3 separate regions of the Mus musculus genome follow, and all the other regions are linked to region 2. Evidence: chromatin contacts called from public promoter capture Hi-C data. All regions are on one chromosome and are shown on one strand. The core of a region is the stretch at or near the end of the contact, and the rest is flanking DNA. Distances in the headings are between cores, read along the strand shown. Region 1 holds the start of BB031773 (expressed sequence BB031773). Region 2 has its middle 26 kb from the start of Pde4b. Region 3 holds the start of Wdr78 (WD repeat domain 78).

What was found. Promoter capture Hi-C pulls out the DNA fragments that hold promoters and counts their contacts.
Region 1: a promoter capture Hi-C map of neutrophils shows a contact between it and region 2, with 4 times the contacts expected there. The contact joins the promoter of BB031773 here to the enhancer-like site in region 2. A contact is called at or near these places in 4 of 39 promoter capture datasets (the C10 cell line, cranial neural crest, hippocampal neurons and 1 more), 1 of 484 Hi-C or Micro-C datasets (liver) and 1 of 9 other capture datasets (macrophages).
Region 3: a promoter capture Hi-C map of cranial neural crest shows a contact between it and region 2, with 4 times the contacts expected there. The contact joins the promoter of Wdr78 here to the enhancer-like site in region 2. A contact is called at or near these places in 6 of 39 promoter capture datasets (cranial neural crest, frontonasal cranial neural crest, hippocampal neurons and 3 more), 5 of 115 datasets of contacts at active chromatin or transcription factors (astrocytes, bone marrow-derived macrophages, embryonic forebrain and 2 more) and 1 of 9 other capture datasets (embryonic stem cells).

What each region holds. Positions count from the first base shown.
Region 1 is chr4:103,009,081-103,013,758 of GRCm38.p6, forward strand. BB031773 (expressed sequence BB031773) reads right to left here and starts at 2,885. Exons shown (of 4, transcript NR_028391.1): 1 at 2,788-2,885; 2 at 1,250-1,341.
Region 2 is chr4:102,226,849-102,231,573 of GRCm38.p6, forward strand. It overlaps a transcript of Pde4b not described here. Among named protein-coding and RNA genes, the nearest start is that of Pde4b, 26 kb to the right of the region's middle. Within about 2 kb of position 3,108, at least 15 of the 459 cell types and tissues checked have an H3K27ac peak or open chromatin away from gene starts, as enhancers often do.
Region 3 is chr4:103,112,475-103,116,906 of GRCm38.p6, forward strand. Wdr78 (WD repeat domain 78) reads right to left here and starts at 1,825. Exons shown (of 17, transcript NM_146254.4): 1 at 1,636-1,825. The coding sequence starts at 1,682. It also overlaps a transcript of Mier1 not described here.

The DNA.
Region 1 (4,678 bases), core at 1,635-4,134, 780 kb after region 2:
GGGCTTTCTACTCTGCCTTAGACCATTCAGCTCCTAGATAAAAGACACACACAACCTTCATATTTACAATAAGCCTTAAACAACACATGAGCTGGGCAGATATCTACCCTCTATGCTATTAGAATTTACTTTCCTATCACTAACCCCGAATCATTACTATCTTTCATCTGGGCTGCTCTGAGCTCTAGCTGGCCAGCCCTCAGGGCCACACTTTTCACGGCTCACCTAACTCATGGCAGCTTCTCCTCTAGTCCCTCCTTACTCTGACCCCAAGCCCAGGAATCCTCAAGCCAGTCTACGTCTCTTCTATCCAGCTCTTGGCTGTCAGCATCTTTATTTACCAATCAGAAATAACTTGGGAGCAAGGTCACATAGCTTCACTTGGCTCTATGTGCAGACTCTCTGGGGCAACACACTTAGCATTATAATACACAGCAAAAAACTGAACCTCGACACTTCTGCAATTTCTTATCACCATAATATGCCTGTAGATTTTTTCTTCCAAATATTCAAACTACCATCTTTCAGTGGCAGTTTTCTCTTAAATCCACATCTTTCATGGTACTATCTGTTCCAAATTTTGCTTCCAGGGCTATCTCTCTTTGTTCTTATGCATCTTTCGTGCAGAGGGCTGGGCCCGCATCAGGACTTTCCTGTTTCCTGACAGTGATGTTGCCTACCACTGCCCATTCCTTGCTTCCTTCTTAACCATTTGGACTTAAGAGTTCATTCAGAAATGTGCAAACCTCCGGAGGGTGAACTGAGAAGAACCAAGTCTGCTGAAAGTCTCCGTAAAGTTCTGGGGTAGCTTTCAGCTTCTTTCCCTGCCAGCTCCACTATGCTGCAGTCTTTTCTCTTTTAAAGGCAGGCTCTAACTTGAAACCTGTGGTTCTCCATCCAACACCAACTTATTTCTGTACCTACCAAGGCAAGAAACCAGTATAACCAGAAAGGGGAGTCCACTTTGTTTCCAACACATGACCATGGTGGAGCATCTAACTACAAAACATACTCGGTCTGATTTTGCTTCGTGGGTGCTGGGAAGTCACTTTATAAATTTATATGAAGTAAGTCATTTTGAAACTAAAGAAAAAGATGGTATATCTGCGAATGAATTATACAAATACATTCACTTTAGTTCACTTTACTTTGAGAGTATAGATTTAAAATTGTTAGGAAACATAGCTAAAGTGCTTGCTGGCATCTCAGTTTACAAGCACAAGTCAAATGTTGCAAAGGATCCACTTACTGAATGAAGTAGAGTCTAGAGTTTAAGATGAGACTTTTCCTAATCCATATGATGGGGTTAACTCAGTCTGAGATGAGATTCAAGTAAGAACACTGTAAAGAAATAATGACAAATCAAATTATATATATATATATATATATATATATATATATATATAACACACACACATACATATACTTTGTGGGGCTGGAGAGATGGCTCTGTTAAGAGCATTGGTTGCTCTTCCAGAGGTCCCAGGTTCAGTTCCCAGCACCCACATGGCAGCTCACGTCTGTCTGCAACTCCAGTTCCAGGGCTTCTGACACCCCATAGATTTACATCCAGGTGAAGCACCAATGAACATAAAGTAAAAATAAGTTATACATTTCTTTTAAAATGCTTTGAAACAGATACTAGGAATGTCTTTTGCAAGAAGCTCCGACTCTTGGATCTACTGATGCCCAGCAGATGAGAAAGTAGGAGAAAGCTATCCCTTCTGCTTTAAAGCTAGGTTCAGATTTGTGCCCATTCACCCAGGCGTGTCAACCACTCAGGAAACACCACATGATGAGTGGCCTATATCTGTGACCTATATTTGCCTGTCTTGTCCCCCTTCAAGGGTAAAGGCATGGAGACAGGAGGAGGCGATGGGCAGAGATGAGAGCTGGCAGATCTGCTCCTGCTCCAGATGAGCGGAGCTAGACCCTGGCCCATGAGCAACTCTCAGCAGTGCTTGTCTTACTCAGAAGCAAACAGAGGCAAGTCAAGTGTGTTGTTTTTATACTTACTGTGTTTTAAACTCCTTTCTGTTTGCATTTCCTAATCTTAATTATAGGCTATTGTTTTTCCCCTCAAAACAGAATCCTATGGGGTATAAGTAAAAAGACTAGGCCCAACTTTCTTTGTTTTGTTTTTAATATACTTAAATTATACATTTATAACAATAAAGTTATAATTATGACAAATATTTATTATATGATAAATGGTAATAAATACATACTGGATAAAAAATGTGCATGTGGGCCATCAAGATGGTTCAGTGTGCAGAAGCCCACCCTGACAACCAGAGTGTAATTCTGGGACCTCCATGATGAAAGGAGAGACCTGACTCCTCAGGTTGTCCTCTGACCCCCATATGCCACGACAGACACACATCCATACACATCCCCATGTATGCACGTGTGTATGCAGGTGTGCACGCACACACACACACACACACATATATATCTAGAAATTTCAAAGAATTTCAAGGAGCATTTGTTTATATGGAGAAACCTATTAATATTTAAAATAGAAATTTTTTAAAAAATGACATTTTAAAATAACACCATTACATGTTATTACAAATATTGTATTTCATCAAAACTATTTTACATAATAAAAACAATTAGTAGGTGGAGCAATGTTGCTTTGCATTTTGCCAAGTGTTGTATGACTCTTCCTAGGGAGACTGGAAAGAGTCTATGCAAACCCAAATAGACAAACAACAGGCCAAAAAAAATAAATAAGTAAATAAAGTCATCAAAACCCAGCTGGTGAGCCAAAGACTTGCTTGGTACCTGCTATCACAGCTTGAGCGAGGGGTGACTTCCAGGCAGCTGCATCACCATGACAACACACTAGAGCTACATTCCCTGCATAGCTTCCCACCTTCTGCAGCATCAGATCTCCTCCCCTGGCATTTATTTACGGCTACACCTTCAGGAAGCGGCTTCATGAGCCTTATAAGTTCCTGCCACTTACCTGTAAGCTTCTTGTTTTTCTGCATCCCCTTCCGCGAGGGGATGTTTCAGCCCTGAACAAGCAGCTGCACAGCTGCAACCCACACTGTCTGGCTCCATAAAATCGTCTGCTGCTGCTGCACATTTCGCTGGTTGACATATAATAATGTCAGCTTGTCATAAGCATCAAGTTGAAAATGGAAGATTATTTTAATAACCTTTTAAGATAACTTTAGTATTTTTGTTTTGTGTTTTAAAGATTAATTTGAGTGTGTGTGTGTGTGTGCGTGTGTGTATGTTTGTGCATGTGTGTGTGCATGTGTATGCATGTGTGTGCGTGCGTTTATGTGTGTTTGTGCATGTGTGTGTTTGTATGTGTGCATGTGTGTGTATGTGTGTGTGTTTGTGCATGTGTGTGAGTATGCATGTGTGTGTGTGTGTGTGTGTGTGTGCGCGCACGCACACACACACACTTATCATTATGCCCATTGACCAGTGCATCTCTCAACCCTCACCAGAGAAGCTTGCTTTGGCACTAGATGCCAATTAATATGGAGACCCACAGCTGGTCAAGGTGTAAAAAATGAGGGACTTTGGAGTGCTTGGCCATTAATGGGACATCTATATCATAGCTCTTCCTCCAAAGGCTCAGGGGACATTGTAGAAGGAGCGGAAAGAGTGTCAGAGGCAGAGGAGGTAGGTGACTATAAGGAAACAGTGTTCTGGGGACAAAGCAGAGCAGTTACATGTGTGAACACACAGCAGTTGACACAGCATGTACAAGACTCAAACCAAAATTTCAGTGTGGACATGGTAGGTGGGCAAAAATTCTTCCCTTCCCATGGTCCTGTGAAGGTTCTATGCCCCAGGATAGGGGAATGCCAGAGCCAGGAAGCAGGAATGGGTGGGTTGGTGAGCAGGGGGAGGGGAGAGGGGATGGGGGTTTTCGGAGGGGAAACCAGGAAAGGGGATAACATTTGAAATGTAAATAAAGAAAATATCTATTAAAAATTGAAAAAAAATCCTCCCCTTAACTAAGGAGCTATTGGCAATTAATGGTCATACTTTTTAAAGGCTTGACCCCTGGAAGGTCAACTGCATGCCAGTGAAAGATCACATGTCCAAGAGTGGTATATGAGCAGCACAAATATATATATGAGATCTGGGAAGAATTAGGGGAGGTGGGTAAAAATGATCAAAATATATTATACAAAATTCTTTTAAAAAACTAAAAAAAAAAAAAAAAAATCAAATAAAGCACACATAGTGTAGAACACATGCAGTTTACTGGACATGAAAGCCCAGTCTCAGGGGGTGAGGTTGGACACAGCCTGAGGAATCATCGTGTGTGCAAAAGTAGCTGGGGTCAAAGTCTCTGTCCATGCAGCCCCGATGGATGAACGAGGCTCAAACTCCCCCTCTATTCCCAATATGTCCGTTCAAGAAACAAAACAAAAAGCAGAGAAAGGAGGTGTGTTCAGTGTGGCCACACTGGGAGGAGGAGCAGATAAGCAGCCTGAGTCTGCCTTGGGGTACGTGAGGGTTAGGGTTAGATGGGGGGGACAGGTAGAGGAATGCATATGAAACTGGAAGAGACGTGATCCTGTTCATCAGCTGACACCAGATCCACTGTCAAAGCTCTGTAACATTCCTCGGAAGGAAGAGCCTCCGCTAACAGCAGGGCTTCAGACAACAGCAAGTCCTGCAAGCTCCCTTCCTGCAGCAAGCC
Region 2 (4,725 bases), core at 1,858-4,357:
AGTGTTTGCCTGTTTTATTTTCCAACACTAGAGGGCAGCATGGTTGCACTGTTTATTTCCTAGAGCCTCAACAAAGTTGTGTGTGTGTGTGTGTGTGTGTGTGTGTGTGTGTGTGTGTCTTTAAATGCAGGGGCTATTCATCACTTACATGACATTCATTTTCATACACAATGCTAAAGCATTACCCTTTGATGAGCTTTTATTCACATTTCAGGTTTGCTTTATTGTTCCTGACTGTAACAATTGTCCAGTTCTAAGCAGATGACTAGGTATGCCTGTGTTTTATAGTATTCGCTTAGATTGCACTTTTCAATTATGCTCCGGGGACGTAGAGGGGAGGTGGGCTGCTTGAACATCCAGGATGAGCAACTCACAGTGCGACTGAGCTTCCTATCAGATATGTCACACGTGTCAGCAAGAGCCGAAAACGGCGGCCAGGTATTCTGGCAGGTTCCAAGGAAAGAATTTATTTGAAGGTGTGGTGTAGAGATTCAATATTAGCAATAATAAGTACTGTTGTAGGTTACTATTATCCTAGAAGATTCAGCCTTACTTATGGTTTAGAAAACTTTTGAAAAGTAGATATTATTTTCTTCATTTTTAGGGATGGGAAGGAAGGCAGGAACTTGGCTCGTTCATCTCTTGACGTTCATCTCAGTGCAGCACCGGTGACCAAAAGACATGCTTTCCCCACTACTCCACACTGCCTCTCCACCATCAGTATAGGTCTGAATTCAATGACTGAATGAGACAGTAATGTGATTCATTCAAAAGTCCCCATCTTCTAATACATCGAGTTCATGGCTTTGGCTTCCCTAAGCATAATATGATGCATCACGTGTGCCGTATTTTATTACTGCATCCATGGGTGCACTACTTATGTCTTTTCTCAGGGCCTGGAATGCTGACCTCAAGAGAACTTTGCAGATGATCCCGGAAGACTGCTGTACCTTTTCAGAGCTACAGTCCCACTGTTCCCTTGAATCAAGAACTTGAGTGGGGTACTTGCTTGTAACTTTAATTTTTTTAAGATCTATTTTTAACGGTGGTTCTTAAACGATTTAAACTCCTTTCTAGCTCACCACCCTCCAGAGATAGTGGAAAAGAAAGGATACCCGGGAAGTGGACCTGTTTAAGAAGGGTTCTTTGGAGCAACTCCCGTCTGTATTGTTTGGAAATCCGCAGTTCAGTTCACAGGTCAGCAGCAGCAGCTTGATCCATTTGCAAACATTTCACAGATACACCAGCAGTCCAGCTTGGCAGAATTGGGTTAGCAACAGCAGTGATGTGATCTAGCAGAGATAGCCAGGCCTCCGCCTGGCACAAGTCAACAAGAGGGACCAGGAGGAACATCAGGAGAAGTTCTTGGCTGTGCCTCTCTCAGTAAAGATCAGTGCAGACTAGAGACCAACAAGGGTTGCACAAGCTAGCTCCATAAGCAAGCCTAGCTCTGCCTCTGTCACTGGTGGTTGAGTCCTCTTTATACGTCCTCCAAACCTCCTGTGTCCTCCATGAGTTTTGCCTCAGCATGTGAGTCTGTCTCAGCTGACATCACTTTCCCAATCAGCCTGAGTCCAAAGAAGTAGCAATAAACTGTAGCATACCACCAGAACTTTTTTGGTGTATTTCTCTGTATGGTATCCTGACAAATGCAGTTCAACTATGCAATGTAAGATGGACCAATACATGTGTGTTGTTAGCAAAGAATCCTTCATCACGTGTCCTTTCATGTGCTTGCTTTAGCAGAACATCCTCTCTCCTGTGTCTGCTTCAGTGAAACGTTCCTTCACGAGTCTGCCTTAGCCTTTCATGTGTATCCACTTTAATGAAACGTCCCTTCATGTGTTTGCCCCAGCAAAACACCATTCAACGTGAATGATTTTCCAAAAACCCTTTAAAGTTTCCACTTCAGATTTTAGTCTCTCATTACTGTTTTCTGGTTTTGGGGCATTGAACAAACTTCCTCAAACTCAAAATTGTCATCTTTAAGGGAAATAAAGGTAAAAATAAATGTTGTTTCTCAGGACTGTGAAGGATATATTTGTGTATATATGTGAATATGCATATATTTTACACACATGTACACTTACACAGAGAGATAGACAGATAAAGAGAGACAGGCACATACAGAGCAAGAGAGTGAGAGAGACAGACAGACAGATGGACAGACCGACTGACAGAAATATTTTGAGAATATTTTAAACAAAGTGCCCCCAAACTCCACTCAAAAGCCTTCTGCAACTTTGAGCAGTGTCCCCGGAGGCCACTAGGTGTCTCTAGAAAGCTTGAAGTTAGGGAAGAAGAAACCAAAAAAAAAAAAAAAAAAAAAAAAAAAATCTACTGAACAGACTTCACAAACTGAAGCTCTGTGAAATCATGGAGTCCTTGCAGTCACTCCTTCCTCACTCTGAGGGAAGCTTCCAGTTCAGAGCTGCCTGCACTTTTGATTTACCTAGTTATCTCAACTCAGCAAGCGTCGATTGGGTATTTGGATGCACTAGGGAAGTAGCTGCTGTTGTTAAGGGCATACAAAATATACCGTTACAGGCACTACAGACTGAGTGATGAGAAAAAGAGAGACTAATGTTTTGTCCCAAAGCTTCTCTGCCAAGATGGCATATGTAGAACATACCAGCCGTATGGAGAAAGTATAATGATTGCCAAGGAAAAATAAAGCCTGCAGGTTAGAGATTAGGGAGAGCCACTTTCTGGAGAGACACAGAAAGCTGCCTTCGAGGAGGTAAAAACTGAGCAGAGATCTAGATGAGGTAATTAATGAGCCACTGAGAGACTCACAAAAGTAAAAGGGACCAGAAAGTCAAGGGCTTTCAAATGAAGGAGTGTGCTTGACATGTTTGTAAAACAGAGAGGAGGTCAGGACAGTCCATGCCAACTGTAGGAGGTTTCTATATAATTCGCTGCCTCTTGAGAGATAATATTTATTATAAAATTATAATTTTATAGTTCTTCCTTAATCGGCATTCATAATCAGATTAATGATAGTAATTAGTACTTCCAGAGTACTTTGCTATCTGCTAGGTTCAACCCTACAACCTTGACAAGTAAATGTAACCGCTTGCTGTCGTTCAGAGACTTTAACAGCAGCTCTCTTTCGGCAACACCCACAGTGAGCTGGTTATGTGGTACTTTCATTTCCAAGTGCAGGTGCAGGGTCATCCCAGGGATGAAAATGCATAAGCATGCGGTGCGGCTCCTCGAGTCTCTAAGAGGGATTCTGTGTACTGTGCACCATGAAGGAAAGGCTTGGTTTCATTTAGGGAGGAGGATGACAGTGGAGGCAGAAAGAGCATCGACTTGCAGAAACAGAGGCATGGGAGCTCAGATGAGCACGGAGTACACAGGAATTGGTCTGCAGTTAGTTGTGACTGAGTGTCTGTAACAGACAATATCAGAGTTTGCCCCTTCTCTACTGCATAGGGAGGTCTGCTTCTGCAATGTCAGATGCCTTCCAGCGATGCCTGATTGGGCAGAGGTGGAAACTTGACCCAAATGTACTAAGGGACGTTTGCCTTATGGGAGTTATCTTAAACATAGACCGTGTGACTGGATAACATTTTCTCTTTCAAGCCTGGAGCAAGTACTGAGATTTGCTATTCCATGCAGGTACTCAAAGCAAGCAGGTTACCCACAGTGGATGTTCAAGAAGTCATTTGAGATACTCTGGAAACCGATTAGGGGGGATCCACTGAAATAGAAATCTAGAGCAAGGGAAGATAAGAACCAGACTGAAGTACTATAGGGTCTAAACAACAAACTGGGGCAGGAGGTCTGTAGGTTCTATTTCAATTGGTTTCCACTTCTTTTGCCTCAGCCAAGTTTTTAATTGGGTTCTACATTTCCAATAAATGTATTTAATTCAAAGCCACATGATAGGCTAGTCAGCCATTTAAAGCCATATTTTTAAATAATATTCACTGCTATGAAAATGTGTCAAGACTATATCACTCTTAAGTTAAAATAAGCTGTAAAATGTTATGATAATACCAGGAATTTCAAAATTCAGGAGAGTGCTCTAGAGCCCAGAGAGGGCAGAGTACTGACTTAGGATATGATACAGAAGTGTCTTGGAACCAGAGGCAGCCCAGGGTAAGGTATCTAGGGAGGGAGAGCCATAGTAGACAGCCATGGGGGAGGGTTCAGTCAAAGATGTATTGACCTAATGCTTGTTGTTGCAGATAGCAGTGGACCCTTAGAGGAAGCCAAGAGACAACTTGTAGCTATAAATAGCATTCCCACAGAGGAAAATGACATCTCGGCCCTTCCACAACTTAGTCATCTCTTGAACATTGTACAAAGAAAAGTGACCCAAACAACAACAGCAAAAAAAACCTCAACAAACAAACTAACTTGAGAAGTGCATGTCCTACAGCAAAAACAACAACAGGAAAAATGGAGACAAGGCATTGCCAGAAATTAGTAACCTCACAAGTTTCCATTGTGTTCTGTTCAGATGAGCTCACTCTTAAAGGGACAGTCTTACATAATTTTCTACAAATTATAAATGTATGTGCTATATTTTTTAGTAGGGGCATAGAAGATAAGACATGAAGTTTCTATACTTTTATTTAGAGATAGGCTTTGGAAGGTGAGCAGGGAAACCTGGAGGAATGAGAACAGCCGGGGCAACGTGAATTGATGCTTGCTCAGAAAGTAAAGGTATCCTAGCCCTCTGCAGAACAGGGAGAACAAAGCTTTGACTGTCCA
Region 3 (4,432 bases), core at 575-3,074, 880 kb after region 2:
AGATCTCTGTGAATTAGAGCCAGCCTGGTTTACAGAGAGTTCCAGAAACCCTGTCTTGAAAAACTAAGGAAAAAAAAAAACCTGGAGAATATAATATACTCATGGGGATAAACTCGAAGCGTAATAGCGTTCCTGGCCTATGTGTGTGTATATGTGCGTGTGTGTGCGTGCTGCGGGATGTTACATCATACTCAAGGGGCATAATCCAAAGCCAGATCCCGTGGGGACTTGGAAGAAAGGGAGCTCAGAGGGAAAGGGAAAAGCTTAAGGAAGTTTTGTGCAGACTACTATGTGGAGGGTGTTGGCAAGCAGACGATTCAGCCAGCTATTCCAATGCAGAAATGACTGTTAGGTCTGGAGAGCACAGCTACTTGACGAAGTGAAGTGGCCCTCAATGCTTGGCAGTAAAGATGCAGGACCCATACCGAGGAAGTGCAAGGGTTGCAGTTTAATGAACTGGGATGGCTGCGGACTGGAAACAAAGGGGCAGTAAATTACAGCGCTGAGGATGAATTTCGAGCACACTGGGTGTAATTGCTTCAGTTTTGTTTTCTTGAGAGAGATCTTGAAGAGATAAGAAAACTTGTGAATCATGCATATACTTAACTTTGAAAGGCACAAGGCAACAACGAAGTGAACCACCTGCCTCCACAACACATATTTAGGAAGGAGACAGATTAGTAAACTATTTTGAAAAAGAAGGCCAGGCCAGGTGGCCCAAGCCTTTATTTAATCCCAGCACTTTCAAACCAGTTCCATATCAGCCAGGGCTACACAGGGCGAAAGACCCTGATCTATAAACACAAACAGACATTGATACATAACAGCAGAAACTAGCCACGAGCCTAGTGAAGATTGAAAAATGTCCTATTAGCTAACTGAAGCATTTCAAAACTCAGTAAAGTAAGTGGTCATTTAGATCAAAGCTGGTGACTGGCTAGTTAACAACTAAAGTGCCAACCGACTGTTGTAAGCTATTGGAAAGCGCTTTTTCGGAGAAGCGATGTAAGGCTGAGCACTTAACTCAAGGGCAAATGCAAGGCTCTCTCCTCAGAACTTTCAGTAAGTTCAAAGGGCGAATTAGCTGAGAGGATGTTGGAAGAAAAGATGTGGCTGCTCTGGGAAGACCGCAAAACCACTGAAATGTTCGAGCATGAAAGGGGGAATATTTTAATGAAAATTCAAACCACTTCCAAGTTCAACGCCACACGAGTCCACATTATCTTTGGGCCTTTCTCCTAGCTTAGCGGCATGAACTAAGCAGTTAAGAGTCTTAAGGTAAGCTGGCAGAAAGAGATGAAAAAAAAAAATCCTCTGCTGGCGTACATATTAAAATTAGCTTTGGTTGCTCAGAGACCAAGGAGCCAGAACACGAGACAGCTTGGAAGTTGAGAGACCTAATGAAAGAATACAAGAAAAAGCGCTTGGAAGAAATAGGCAGGGTGGTCCTCGACAAACTCCGGTCTAGCACGGCAGCGGGAGTTTTTACACAGACCGAATCAAGCCAGAGGATCCGGCGCTGCCTGGGGGGCTCCGCGGGATCGAATGCGTTGGGAACCCCTTTCCAAACCGAAGGGCTGGCTGTCTCTCCGGGATCTAGAGGAACGGGCCACACGGATCTAGTGCGGAACTTACGCGGCGAAGCTGGCCTGCTTGCGGGTGCTCGTCGGAGAGCTATGCATGGTGGTGACTTTTTAGACCAGGGCTCGGCGCCCCCTTCCCCAGCAGGTTCGGCGATGCCCGGACTCCCAACTGCCCGCTCAGCAGCTCAGGAATGTTTGCCGGGCGCCATGGCGACCGCGGAGCCTGGCTCAAGAAGCGGCCGCGCGGTTGGCTGGCCGCTCGAGGTGGAGGAGGAGGGCGGAGGCGGAGGGGAGGGTAGAGGGTTGGTGGAGCTGGAGGAAGCTCGGGCGACGATTCGGAGGAGGCGGGCGGCCCAGGCCCTAGGCCCCTCCCAGGCTGCGAGTCTCCCGGCTGCAGGCGGATGGATGGGGCGTCTCCAGGCGGCGGCGGCAGCAGCGGAGGCGGCGGCAGCAGCGGCGGCTGTAAGTGCAGCCTCCACAGACCATCTTACCCATCCTTCGATCGGGAACCGGGGCCCCAGGGGCGCTCGCAGTCTCCTTTTCCCCACTTCCCCTCCCCCCACGGGAGAGCGCCGCCCGGAAGACTCCTAACTTCCGGGGCGGGGCTGCCCGAGTGTACCGGGAGGGCTGGCGGCTTGGAGGCGCTGCCGTCTGGCGCGCATGCGTAGTTTCCGCCCCGCCCCTCCCCGGTCTTTCGGCCTTCGCGGTGGCGGCGGCGGCGCCCAATCTTCGCCGCTTCCGCGGCGCGCCGGGATTACGCTGCGGAGTGAGTTTGCGGGGCGGGCAGGCCAGCTCCCGCCCTTTTCGGTCGGCCCTCGCTCCGCGGCAGGGGTGTGGCTTCCTGGCCACTCCCCCGTGGCTCCACCTCTGTGCCCCTGATTTCTCTAGCTGTCCAGCCAGTTGAGGTTGGCTCTCTTAGCAGAGCATCCCTTGAGGTGATAGGCGCAACCTGGGTCAACCTGCCGTTGTCGGAGGGAGCTAGAGGGGCGAGAGACTCAGAGACAGCATTGCAGGGAACCAGCCGCTCCCAGTGCCTATCTCCCCCGCGAGTGGCCTTATTCTTTTAGCTTGTAATGTAGATGCTTGCTGGCCTGGTTCCCATCTCTGGTCCTTGCATGTTGTGTGACCTTGGGCAAGTCTCTTCCCCCACTCCCGGGGAGGGCTTCAGTTTTTCTATTAAACCTCAATTTTTGTAATTTTGCAGAAGACCTTAGGCAATTTTAAGACCAGCTAGGTTTCTAAGACCGCTTAACGGAGATGACCCGGAATTGACTAGACTTTTCTCAAATCATGGGTGAAATACAGAAATGTAATTATTGGGTTCTTTGTAATCTTTAGCATTGCTTATAAATTGCAGGACTCAATCTTTGTTTCATTTTGCTGAAATTCCCACGGGGCGGTTGACCTGGTTCTGGGACATCTTTTGAAAATGTGAGACTGAGTGAGCTTGAGGTAACTGTCTCTGTCTCTTTGCTACTGAGGCTTTCTTTCCTTTAATCCAGATGGTGTGGTGGCTCGATTCTCCCAGTGCCTGGCTGAGTTTCGGACGTGGTTAAGAACCAACTGGTTGAGGTTCAATGCAGACAAGACGGATGTGATGCTGGTAGGCAAGGGCACGACTGGAGATGAAGGGAGGGCAAAGGCAAGCTCCCTCATGTAATAAAAACATGATTATTGTCTGTGCTGGTGTTGTAGGCGTGCTAATGGCCAACCCTTCCAAGACTTTGGGTGATATAAAAGTGACATCAGCAACGTTAAGATTTATAACTAGTTTGCAAATATTGATAAGATGATAAAATAAGGCCACTGGATGAAATTATATGAAAAAGATTATGAAAGGAACCCAAACTATCCTTTGAAGGGTCAAATTTCTCTACGTGTTTTAGGATGGCATTAATAAAAGAACAAAGGAAAAGATAATTTCTGTTGGTTGTGGAGCCTCCATATGTAATGTGCTGCTGTGCTTTGCATCCTGTAGTCCTGCCCACTAAAGTCAAGATAAGTTCAGAGGTCATTGAAGAAGAACACCATTCTAGGTACTTTGTCTTCACACATACAGTGTAGGCTGTATTTCCTAAGAAAAGTTTTAGGAAGGAGTTCAGAAAATAGTTTTCAAAGAGGACTCGTGGACTTGAAAATGTTACATGTATTTCTTGATGTACTTTGAGAGCTACTCTTTGAGTTGCATAAACAGATATGCCTAGAAGTCACAGACATATTACTAGTTTTTGAATCAGGTGTTGGTGCTGAATAAAAGGTTGTATATCTTAGGCAAATGTAAGTTGTCAAGGTAGTTTTTGTTGGTTGAAGTACTAATTGAAGTCTAATTGTGATCCTAAGTATATTTGTTAGCAACTAGATATCTCGGGAGAGTGTGTGTGTGTGTATTTGTGAGTGCATGCATGTGTGTGCATCGTGCATGCATACACATACATGCACTGTCATACATATGTCCCTTATAGCTACTGTAAGTTGTTTAATAACTTTTTTATAGTATTGGAGCTTGAACCCAGGGCCTCATATGCTAGGCAAGTATTTTACCACTGAGTTCTACCCCAAGCCCTCATTTTATGTTTGCATTGAGAATTCAGTAATTGCCATGAAAAAAAAATACACTACTGGAGAGAATAGTTGTGAGTAGCTTAACGTGGTAAAAATTAATATTAATTTTCCTCAAAATAAGGAGGCTTCTTAGGTTTAATTAGGCCTAATCTAGTATTCCCTTTTTTTCTTTGTTTTTAGAAACCAAAAACCTTGCATAAAAGTTGGAATTAGCTACAATTTTATTTTTTAGTTTAACTCATTTTAATATAGAACTCTAACAGACTCAACTACATTGGATATTAGTG